Regions from separate parts of the Mus musculus genome. Here region 1 is linked to region 2. The links are chromatin contacts, called in public promoter capture Hi-C maps. All regions are on one chromosome and are shown on one strand. Each heading gives the region's core, a stretch centred on a gene start, on an enhancer-like site or on the middle of the called end of the contact. The rest is flanking DNA. Distances are from core to core; before and after follow the strand shown.

Region 1 (4,692 bases), core at 869-3,368, 780 kb before region 2:
TGCTTTGCCCTGGGCTGAGATTTCCCGGAATGTGTGTTTTAGCATTCTGCTAAGAAGAGTTCTGGGACATAGGATGACAGGGATGGAGACAGGGACACGTGGACACCCAGCCTCATGGTGGCTCTTCTCTTGTCTCCATTGAGTCACATCTCTTCTACCAAGGAAAATAACACATCTCATCATGGATCACTTTGCCTTTGTCAAGCCTGTTAACATTTAGAAAACACACACACACACACACACACACACACACACACCAGGGTTTTAACCACATATTCACTCAAATCTGGGCATCCCTGTTTTTCCTCTCCCTGTGGTCTCTCCTTTGGAATTGATGATGGTCTGGGAAGAGTGCCCGCAGGGAGGCAGGAGGCTGGCTTGTACCAGTGTTCGCCTCTCATGAGATGTCTGCTAGTGTGAGGCTCACAGTTCTGTTTCCTTTTAAGTTGTGGGTTTCATGGTTCACAGCCCTGACTGCTTCACACGCTCTCATTTCCATGCAGATGGGCACAGAGACGTTGAATGTCGGGCTTAAATGCTGCCCTTCCTACAGCTGGGTAACCACACATCCCAAACCAATCAATTGGCATTTAGTAGACAGGTACCCTCAAGGAACAAACGAGAAAAAGATCTAAAATTCTGACTGTAAAACCCGGGGCATCTGGGTTGTCATGACACTCAGGGCCTACTGTTCAGAGTCCAGGGCATCAGGAAAAACTTAACTGGATTCTCATTTAATCACCATTTCTGACATCCTGTTTTCCATCCCCACTGGGCCCCTCATAAAGCTCTCACTGTGCAGCAGTCCCAGAAGACAATGCTACAACAAGGGGGCAACAAGGAACAGTGGTTGCCCCCTGAGTGAAAGATCACAGGAGAGAAATTGAGTCAGGCCTTAAAAATGCCTTCTTCCCAGGACATAACCATGCCTCAGGGACTAGATACTTCTCAGTGACCGTGGTTTCTTTTGAGGGAGGGAGGGGAGTGGAGAAGGGAGAGATGGAGAAATGTTTATGTAGAGAATGTGGTGTGTGTGTGTGATATGTATATAGTGTGTGTGGTGTATGTCGTATATGTGTATATAAGGTCTGTGGGTAGTGTGTGAGTATATGAGGTGATTTGAGTGTATTTGCTGTGTATGTATGTAGAGTATATTGTAAAGTGTGTATGATATGTATATTGCATGCATGTGTAATGTGAAGGGTGCGTGGGCTCTGCATGTGTGCATGTATGTGTATATACATGTGTATATGTGGGGTGTGTAATGTCAGGTATATGTGTGGCGTGTGATGTTCATATGAAGTATGACTTATTCATCTATCTGTGTAGGGCATATGTGCATGCACGTGGGATGTGTGTATGGTGTAAGTGTTTTACATGTGACTGAGGAAGTGGGTGTAGGCCCAGTCCCGGTTCTGGAGACTGTGGTTTTCAAATTGTTCCTTGAAATTCACCAGGTGTAAAATGAATTCAGTAGAATTGACTGGTACAAAAAAGGAAGAAAGCAGGCTGGAGAGATGGCTCAGGGGTTAAGAGCACTGGCTGCTTTTCCAGAGGTCCTGAGTTCAATTCCCAGCAACCACATGGTGGCTCACAACCATCGGTAGTGGGATCTGATGCCCTCTTCTGGTGTGTCTGAAGATAGTGACAGTGTGTTCATATACGTACAGTAAATACATAAGTCTTTATAAAAAATTAGAAGAAAGCAACACAATGGCGCTGGGAATAAGAAGTAACAGAATGCATGGCAGTGAGAAGTATACAAAGTTTATCCTGGAAAACTTTTGTCTTAAATGTATCTGTATATTTTTGACTACACATGTATTTGCTCAAATGCACACATATGATGTGGCCTATGGTGTGAACTATGTCACTTCCTGTGGTCTGGGTGACAAAGTTGAAAAACACAGCCCTAGATACTAAAAAGATCAAGGCCCTAGCCTCACATGGAAAATTTTAGTTCTGCGGGGGGGGGGGAGGGGGGAGACTGTTTGTCTTTCTTTGTGTGCACACATATTTTTGATGGCTATAAAACCATGATATGTATAGGAAGTGTGTGATCTATTGATGTAGGGTACATGTGCCTGCATGTGGGATGTGTGTATTGTGCATGTGTGCATGGGACTGAGGAAGCAGGTGCAGGCCTGTTATGGTCCTGGAAACCCATGTTTTTCAAACTCTTAGTTATAGTTCATTGGGTGGGAAACAACAGGCTTGGCCTGGTTTCTGAGTACATGAGGTATAACTGTTGGGTCAGGTCCTGTTCTCAGCCTCTGACACTACTGAGACTTAGCAGTTTATCTCTGTGTCTAAGGTAGGGTCTCACTTTCTCCTCTAGGTTCCCTTCCCTGTCCCTAGATTTTATTAGTCTGGTGAAGTTTGTGGATCCTTTCTCATAAAATGTTGTTGAAGGCAAAAAAAATTATTCAAAGCAAGCCAATTCTATAAAGATAGTTATCCATATGTTATCCAGTGTCCTTGACTCGAGGGGTCATGTCTGGATGAATCTGCAGCAAGCTGAAGTAACCTGAGGTGCACATGGCTTTTATATGGCCCACTTATCTATTACACACCCCAACCTTACAGCACAGCACCCTGTCGAGTGTAGGGTGTGTCCTGGCTGATACAGTCATGGCTTGCTGCCACACCACTGCTATGCACGAAGGCAAAATGCAAACAGGAAGCATGGCCTCTACAGAAAGCACAGTGCTTCCACACTGTGGTCAAGTGGACCAGTGCACGTCCATGATGCTCTGCAGGGCATGTACAGTCGCTTGTCAGTATCCAAGGGGGATTAGTCTTCACAACCCCACAGGTACTGAAAATCACACTTGCTCAAGACTCCAAAGTGCTTAGTGCTTGTATGTGAACTATGAAGTTCTCCCATAGCCTTGAACTCAACCCCAACAACTTATAACATCCAGGATAGTGTGAGTGGGTATAAGTAGTTTTATTTTTTATTATTTAGGAAATGATGACAAACATGGTTATACACACACACACACACACACACACACACACACACACACACATATATATATATTTTTCAGCAGAGGCATAATTGGTTGATTGGGACTCTTAGGATCCAGAGAGGTGACTGTTCAGTAACAAAATACTGAACATAACAAAATTGGTCTAACAAAATAACAAAAATTGGTCTAATGAACCTCAGGTGTGCCACCTTCACGGGTTGTCACAGCCCATGTATGTGACGTGGCTCCTGCGTATTTTCTCATTTTCACACTGTTCTGTAAGTCAGGGAGTGGGGCAAGCAGGTTGGTCTCTCTGTTCTGGGTCTCCCAGGGTGGCATAAAGTGTGTGTGTGTGTGTGTGTGTAGTCCACCTGGGCCCCTGCTGGAGGATCTTATGGGAGAACTTGCTCACAGTGTCGGGTGTGTGGTTGGTACAAGTCAATTCCGACAGGCTATAGTGGGGAGGACCCTGTTTAGTCAAAGAGGTTGTGCATTCCTTGGCCCAAGGCTATTCCACGCCAGCGCTGTGTGTAAAGTCCTGGGTCTAACCCTCTGCCTCCAACTTCTCCTCTTAGCTGCTGCTGCTGCTTCTGCTTCTGCTTCTTCTTCTTCTTCTTCTTCTTCTTCTTCTTCTTCTTCTTCTTCTTCTTCTTCTTCTTCTTCCTCCTCCTCCTCCTCCTCTTCCTCCTCCTCCTCCTCCCCCTCCCCCTCCCCCTCCCCCTCCTCCTTCTCCTCCTCCTTGGCTTATGTGATTAGGATTAATTTAATTAATTTAAATAACTTACTTTGTGGTGCTGGTTAAGGTTTTCGATGCTTCCAGAATGTCTCCCGGTTAGGACCTTCAGGGTAAGTTCCCTGGCCCAGCAGCATCAGCAGCATCTGGGAACTTGTCAGAAGTGCAGATTCACGGGTACATCCAGACCAGCTGTGGCCTGGCAACTCCTGTCGTAACAAGTCCTCCAGGCGGCTCCACAGGCATTAGATCCATGCCTCTAAGAACAGAGCCCGAGATTGGAGCTGGGGGCCTCTCCTTCAAGTCAGCCAAACACAGGTGCCCAAGTCCCCTGGGGATTAATTTCTTCCAGGCGGACAAGGAATGACAGACAATTCAGTGTCTTGACAGGACCTGAAAACGGTTTTATTGATTGGCAAACAGGATGAGCCCTGACCTCTTTTTCATCAAGGTTCTTTACCGCCATCTAGTGGTGAGATTCAGCATCAGCGCTTGATCAGGGCACCATCCCTGAAGCAAAACAAAACACAGGACATTTACACCCCCCCCCCCTCTCTCTCTCTCTCTCTCTCTCTCTCTCTCTCTCTCTCTCTCTCTCTCTCTCTCGTGTGTGTTCACTCGTGCATATATGTGCATGCATGTGTGGAGTTCAGAAGACAACTCTCACAAGTCTATTCTTTTCCTTTTATTGTTTGGGCCCTGGGGCTCAGACTCAGGTTGTTAGGCTTGGTAACAAGAAACTTTACCCACAAAGCCAACATGCTGGATATATCATCATCATCGTCATCGTCATCATCATCATCGTCTTTACCTAAATTAACCCATTTATTGTCAGAGGTTTCAAATAGTGATGCTCCCATTGGTCTTTAGATCCTTCCGTCCTCTGATGGCTCACTTGACTGTGACAGAATTGTGGTGGGTCCAGGCCCTGACAGCCACTGTTCTTACACAGGGCCACATGCCTATGGCCCACATCTTTGCCTTAGT
Region 2 (4,712 bases), core at 785-3,284:
TCTACCATTCATTTATTTATAGTGATTTAACAAAAAACCACTGTCCCATTGGCTAACCAATTTAAACAATTATTTGAAACCACTTGTAAGCTAACTTTAATATATATATACTAAACTTAATATATTATACACTATAGCTGTCTTCAAACACACCAGAAAAGGGATCAGATCCCATTACAGATGGTTGTGAGCCACCATGTGGCTTGGATTTGAACTCAGGACCTCTGGAAGAGCAGTCAGTGCTCTTAACCACTGAGCAACCTCTCCAGCGCCCCCCCCCCTTTGTGAGTTAAAACAATTCAAAGCACTTCAATCCCTGTATATTCTTATATTAAAAAACCTGAAAGGTGTGTAAAAATGGAATAAACCATTGTTGAGCACCAAGATGACTAGAGAAGAGATGGAGACCATTCTTAAGATACAACAAATAAGCACAGTTTGGTTGTAAAAAGGTGTTTTTAAAAGAACATACCTTCTTTTTTAATTTTGTCATTCATGTTGTTGATATAAATCGTGTGATTTGGTCTGATATCCATGTTTGGGTAGAACCCTTCCAATAGCCTAAAAGAAATAATAAATAATCAGTTATTAGCAAAGAGGGTTAAATCACGCAGGTGTACAGCATGACACAACTCTTAATCACCCCGCCCTACCTCCCACAGCCATCTCTTTTAGTCAAATGGAAAACAGCTCTCAAGATCAAACCTTGGAAGGACAATACCAAGGTTCTACAAATTGGTAGAATCTGTCAATACATAGGCAGATTTAAAAACATATTATTCAAGGTTATATACTTCTTTTATCCCCACTTAAATGATACTGTCCTTTCATCTACATAATGACATAACTTTCGAAAGTATATTTATTAATTCTTTGAGAATGTCATGTGTTTTGATCATATTCACCAGAAAATGGTTTTTCAGTAAAATGATTTGAACATTTTGTGAAAGATCAGTAAACACGCACCTAGTTTTAAAAAGTCATTGTAATAGAACAATACAAATTAAGACAGTTCATAGATGCACTCATGAATGTATTGATTTAAACGATTAGTGTGTGTGTGTGTGTTTGTTTACCTGTGCCATCGTGTATGTTGAGGTCAGAGAACGACCTCTCAGGGGCTTTCACTTCTGTCTCTTTCCCACTATGTGAGTCTCAAGAGTGGTCAAGGTTGACAGTTCAGAGCTCAGATTCTTGTATCAATAAGATACGGATTTAAGTTCTGTTTACGATTTTACAACCTACTTCGATGGGGGGCAAGTTCCTTAATGTCTCAAGTCCCCAGCTACAAATTATGGCTACTAACAGCACCTATAAAATGGAGCCTATAAAATTATGAGACAGATATGTATCAGTCTGCACCAGTTAGCATCTACAGTTACTATTTATTATCGATAGCTATCACTCGTTAAAGGACACAAGTGTCTTAACGTCACACAACAAGCTGCTCTGAACAACTTATAGGAAGGGCCTGTACTATGTAGGCAACGGATAATAGGTAACGTTTCTCACAGGCTTGCCTCTCTACATGGGAACCTGGAGAAGGGCTGGGACTCAAGAGAGGGACAAGAGCACAGGCTCTGGCATTAGCTCCTTTGGGCTGAAATAGTGCAAGGGCACCAGAAACCCAAAGGCTGCCGGGGAGAAGAGGCCGAGAGTGCACAGTGAACTGCACACCCTGCTCCTCCAAGCAAGTCACGGGCCATTCTCTCCCCCTGGGCTAATTCCTATGTGTCCGCTTGAGCCTCTTTACACACCGGCCAATCCACCCAACACCAGGGTCCTCTGACATTAAAAACCCAACCATCCTGCAGAGAACAGGCTGTGACGCCGGGCCTCATTCCGCCAGCCCTGGGGTCGCCGTCCCTTCCTCCTATACGTCCGCGGACCGAGGACCACGCAACCGACGACACCTTCGCCCTCGCCGGCTCAGTTACCGCGGACGGGGCGGATCCCGCCAAACCCTGAGACCAGCCACAGCGAAAAAGAACCCGAGAGACTCACCTGAAGCCGGCGCGGTCCGCTTGAAACTAATACCGGAAGAGCTTCCCCGCGCCGGAAGAGGGCGGCCAAACTCCTCAATCGAACTCAGAGAAGTCGAAGAGTCGAGCACCGATTCAATCGAGCCCTCCTCGCCCCGGCCGGCCAAGGCGGAATCTTTCTGCGCACGCGCATTCCTGTGGGCTAGGAAGTTTGTGGAAAGGGGGAGAACTGGAAGGGATCAAATTAGGACCCGGGGGCCAAGCTGTGGAGGCAGAGGAGGGAAGGGTAGGGGGTCGTTTCCCTTACTGCGACTTTGAAGCTTCCCAACTATAGGATGTGATACAATTTTACAGGAGCCTGTCTCCAGCCACAAGTTAGTCAAGCCTTTCTATGGGTCCTGGTCAACTTGACTTAACACCATTGTCAATCTCTAGTTGTCAATCTCCAGGAGTCTGAAAGAACACACCAGCCAGCACTCTATAGATTACGTCTTAGATGCAGCCCAGTCTTCGACCCCTGAACAAAGAGAATTTTAGTCGTTGATGGTACTCTCACCAGGCTTCAGGAGCGAGCAAACTAAAGAGCCTAAACTCACTTAGACACAGTTAACTCCCGCCCACTCCCCCACCCTCTCCTTTCCTCACAAAATGCTTGGATTTTTCTAGGCTAAAAATTGGGGTAAGGACCAAATTGGTTGATTTTACCAGCCTGAGGTTTCTAATTTTTGAAAGTCACATGAAGTTGCAGGATGGAAATAGTGTTTTGAGAGTAGTAATTTTATATGCTTTTTTCACTGAAGTGATTAGGAGAATGGCTTATACTCGATAAATATGATTCAGACGATTGAATGAAGTTCCGTGAAAATTAGGTCATAATAAAACAAGTGTGATATCCAGTGAAAATCCTGTAAATGTAGGAAATAATGTTAAACAACCACAGAAAAAGTGTTCTTTAATTACATAGATATGGAAACCAGTTTGGCTTTTATAAAAACAATATCGAGTATGTTCTTAGCAAAAGGGCATCAAGTAAATACGAAACACTTTCTAAGCAACAGAAGGTCTGAGCAGTTGATTAACTGTGCTTGGTGGTAATGAGAGCATTGGAATAAGCTATAACCTGCCTGTGTTATATACATTCATCTGGCCGAGAGAGAGTTCGTAGCTATTTTCAAAAAGCAAATTGATAAACATGCAAGGACACTCCACTTGGGAAAAAAATAAAGAGATTTAAAGAAATGCCATACCTATTCTATCAAAGCTTGAGTCTCAGCTACTATACCTTTTGCACAGCAAAGAAGAAATTGTCCGATGACAACTCAGTGTCAGTGGCTTCTATGCTCTTTTCCAGGTTCACTTATAAAGAATGAACACATTTTTATATCCATGAGTAATCCCTGCAAGCTTTTTTTTTTTCTTCTTGTCTGTATAGTCCTGGCTGTCCTGGAACTCACTTTGTAGACCAGGCTGGCCTCGAACTCAGAAATCCACCTGCCTCTGCCTCCCAAATGCTGGGATTAAAGACATGTACCACCACCACACCCGGCTCTCCCACTGCAAGCTTTCTTGAATGGGTCTTCATCGGTTTCTTGAATGACTGGGAAACTAAGACTTGAAATAGGATTTGGTAAGGAATGAAGGGGAAGAGGCTTTCCAGGTTGTTGCAGGATATTTGATCACACCGTGAACCCGGGGATTGTGTTGTTTATTGAGAGAAGCTATTTCTGCTTTGGTGTGACTCGGTTTTAGCACACACCTTTAATATCTCTGGCTGGAATACAGACTTGCCCTGAGTACACACCTTTAATCCCAAACAGTGAAGGTAATGTTAGTTGGTAGAAGGAGTCACCCGTTTGAAAATGGTGTGATGTCTGATTGAGTGGCAGACAAAGTTATGAATCAGGAGAAGATTTGACAGAATAGGATGTGGCCAACTTTCATAAGAGAGGAAAGAGAAGCTATTTAAGAGGGCAGTGCAGAAAGAGGGAGAGAGAGAGAGAGGGAGAGAGAGAGAGAGAGAGAGAGAGAGAGAGAGAGAGAGAGAGAGAGAGAGAGAGAAGAAGAAGGAGGAGGAGGAGGAGGAGGAGGAGGAGGAGGAGGAGGAGGAGGAGGAGGAGGAGGAGGAAGAGGCAGAAGAGGAGAAAGAGGAGAAAGAGGAGGAAGAGTCAGTTTTACCAGGAGAGATTTAAGAGACTTATTGAAGAGAGAATAAGCTAGACACAGGTAAAGTTAAATGAGAAAGACCCTGAATATTAGGACAGATTGCTAGAGTTAATTTGAGATCAAGCAGAGCAATTCAGGAGAGGTAGATAAGTAGATAGATAGATGGGTAGGTAGATAGATAGATAGATAGATAGATAGATAGATAGATAGATAGATAGATAGATAGATAGATAGAAGCAAGATTGAGGCAATAAGCCTCAGAGACAACAATTATAACAAGCAAATAAAAGATTCTGTTTTTTGTTTTTTTGTTTTTTGTTTTTTGAGAAATCTTGTAATCACCTGATTCTATATTTAAAGTGTTAGGGGGACAATAGCACCCAAACTCTGATCACATATGCATGTAGTGTAAAAAAAAATGGATGCATTATAAACAAATCTTCTATAAACTCTGACCTCTTGCTGGTCAAACTAGGAATTAGATGTCAAAAACTCACATTTTAAAACTAATAGAAGAGAATGTATGTTTCCCTGGAGTTCTGCTTGGTTTAGACTCATATTTTTGTT

What was found. Promoter capture Hi-C pulls out the DNA fragments that hold promoters and counts their contacts.
Region 1: a promoter capture Hi-C map of pre-B cells shows a contact between it and region 2, with 5 times the contacts expected there. The contact joins the enhancer-like site here to the promoter of Snrpb2 in region 2. A contact is called at or near these places in 4 of 39 promoter capture datasets (embryonic stem cells, frontonasal cranial neural crest and pre-B cells) and 1 of 115 datasets of contacts at active chromatin or transcription factors (embryonic stem cells).

Annotation. Positions count from the first base shown.
Region 1 is chr2:143,836,852-143,841,543 of GRCm38.p6, reverse strand. The region is part of intron 5 of Bfsp1 (beaded filament structural protein 1, in lens-CP94); the gene reads left to right. Among named protein-coding and RNA genes, the nearest start is that of Bfsp1, 24 kb to the left of the region's middle. Within about 2 kb of position 2,118, at least 73 of the 459 cell types and tissues checked have an H3K27ac peak or open chromatin away from gene starts, as enhancers often do. A contact at or near this core is called in pre-B cells, where this site is marked.
Region 2 is chr2:143,060,391-143,065,102 of GRCm38.p6, reverse strand. It overlaps Snrpb2 (U2 small nuclear ribonucleoprotein B), which reads right to left and starts at 2,034. Exons shown (of 7, transcript NM_021335.3): 1 at 2,005-2,034; 2 at 473-561. The coding sequence starts at 536.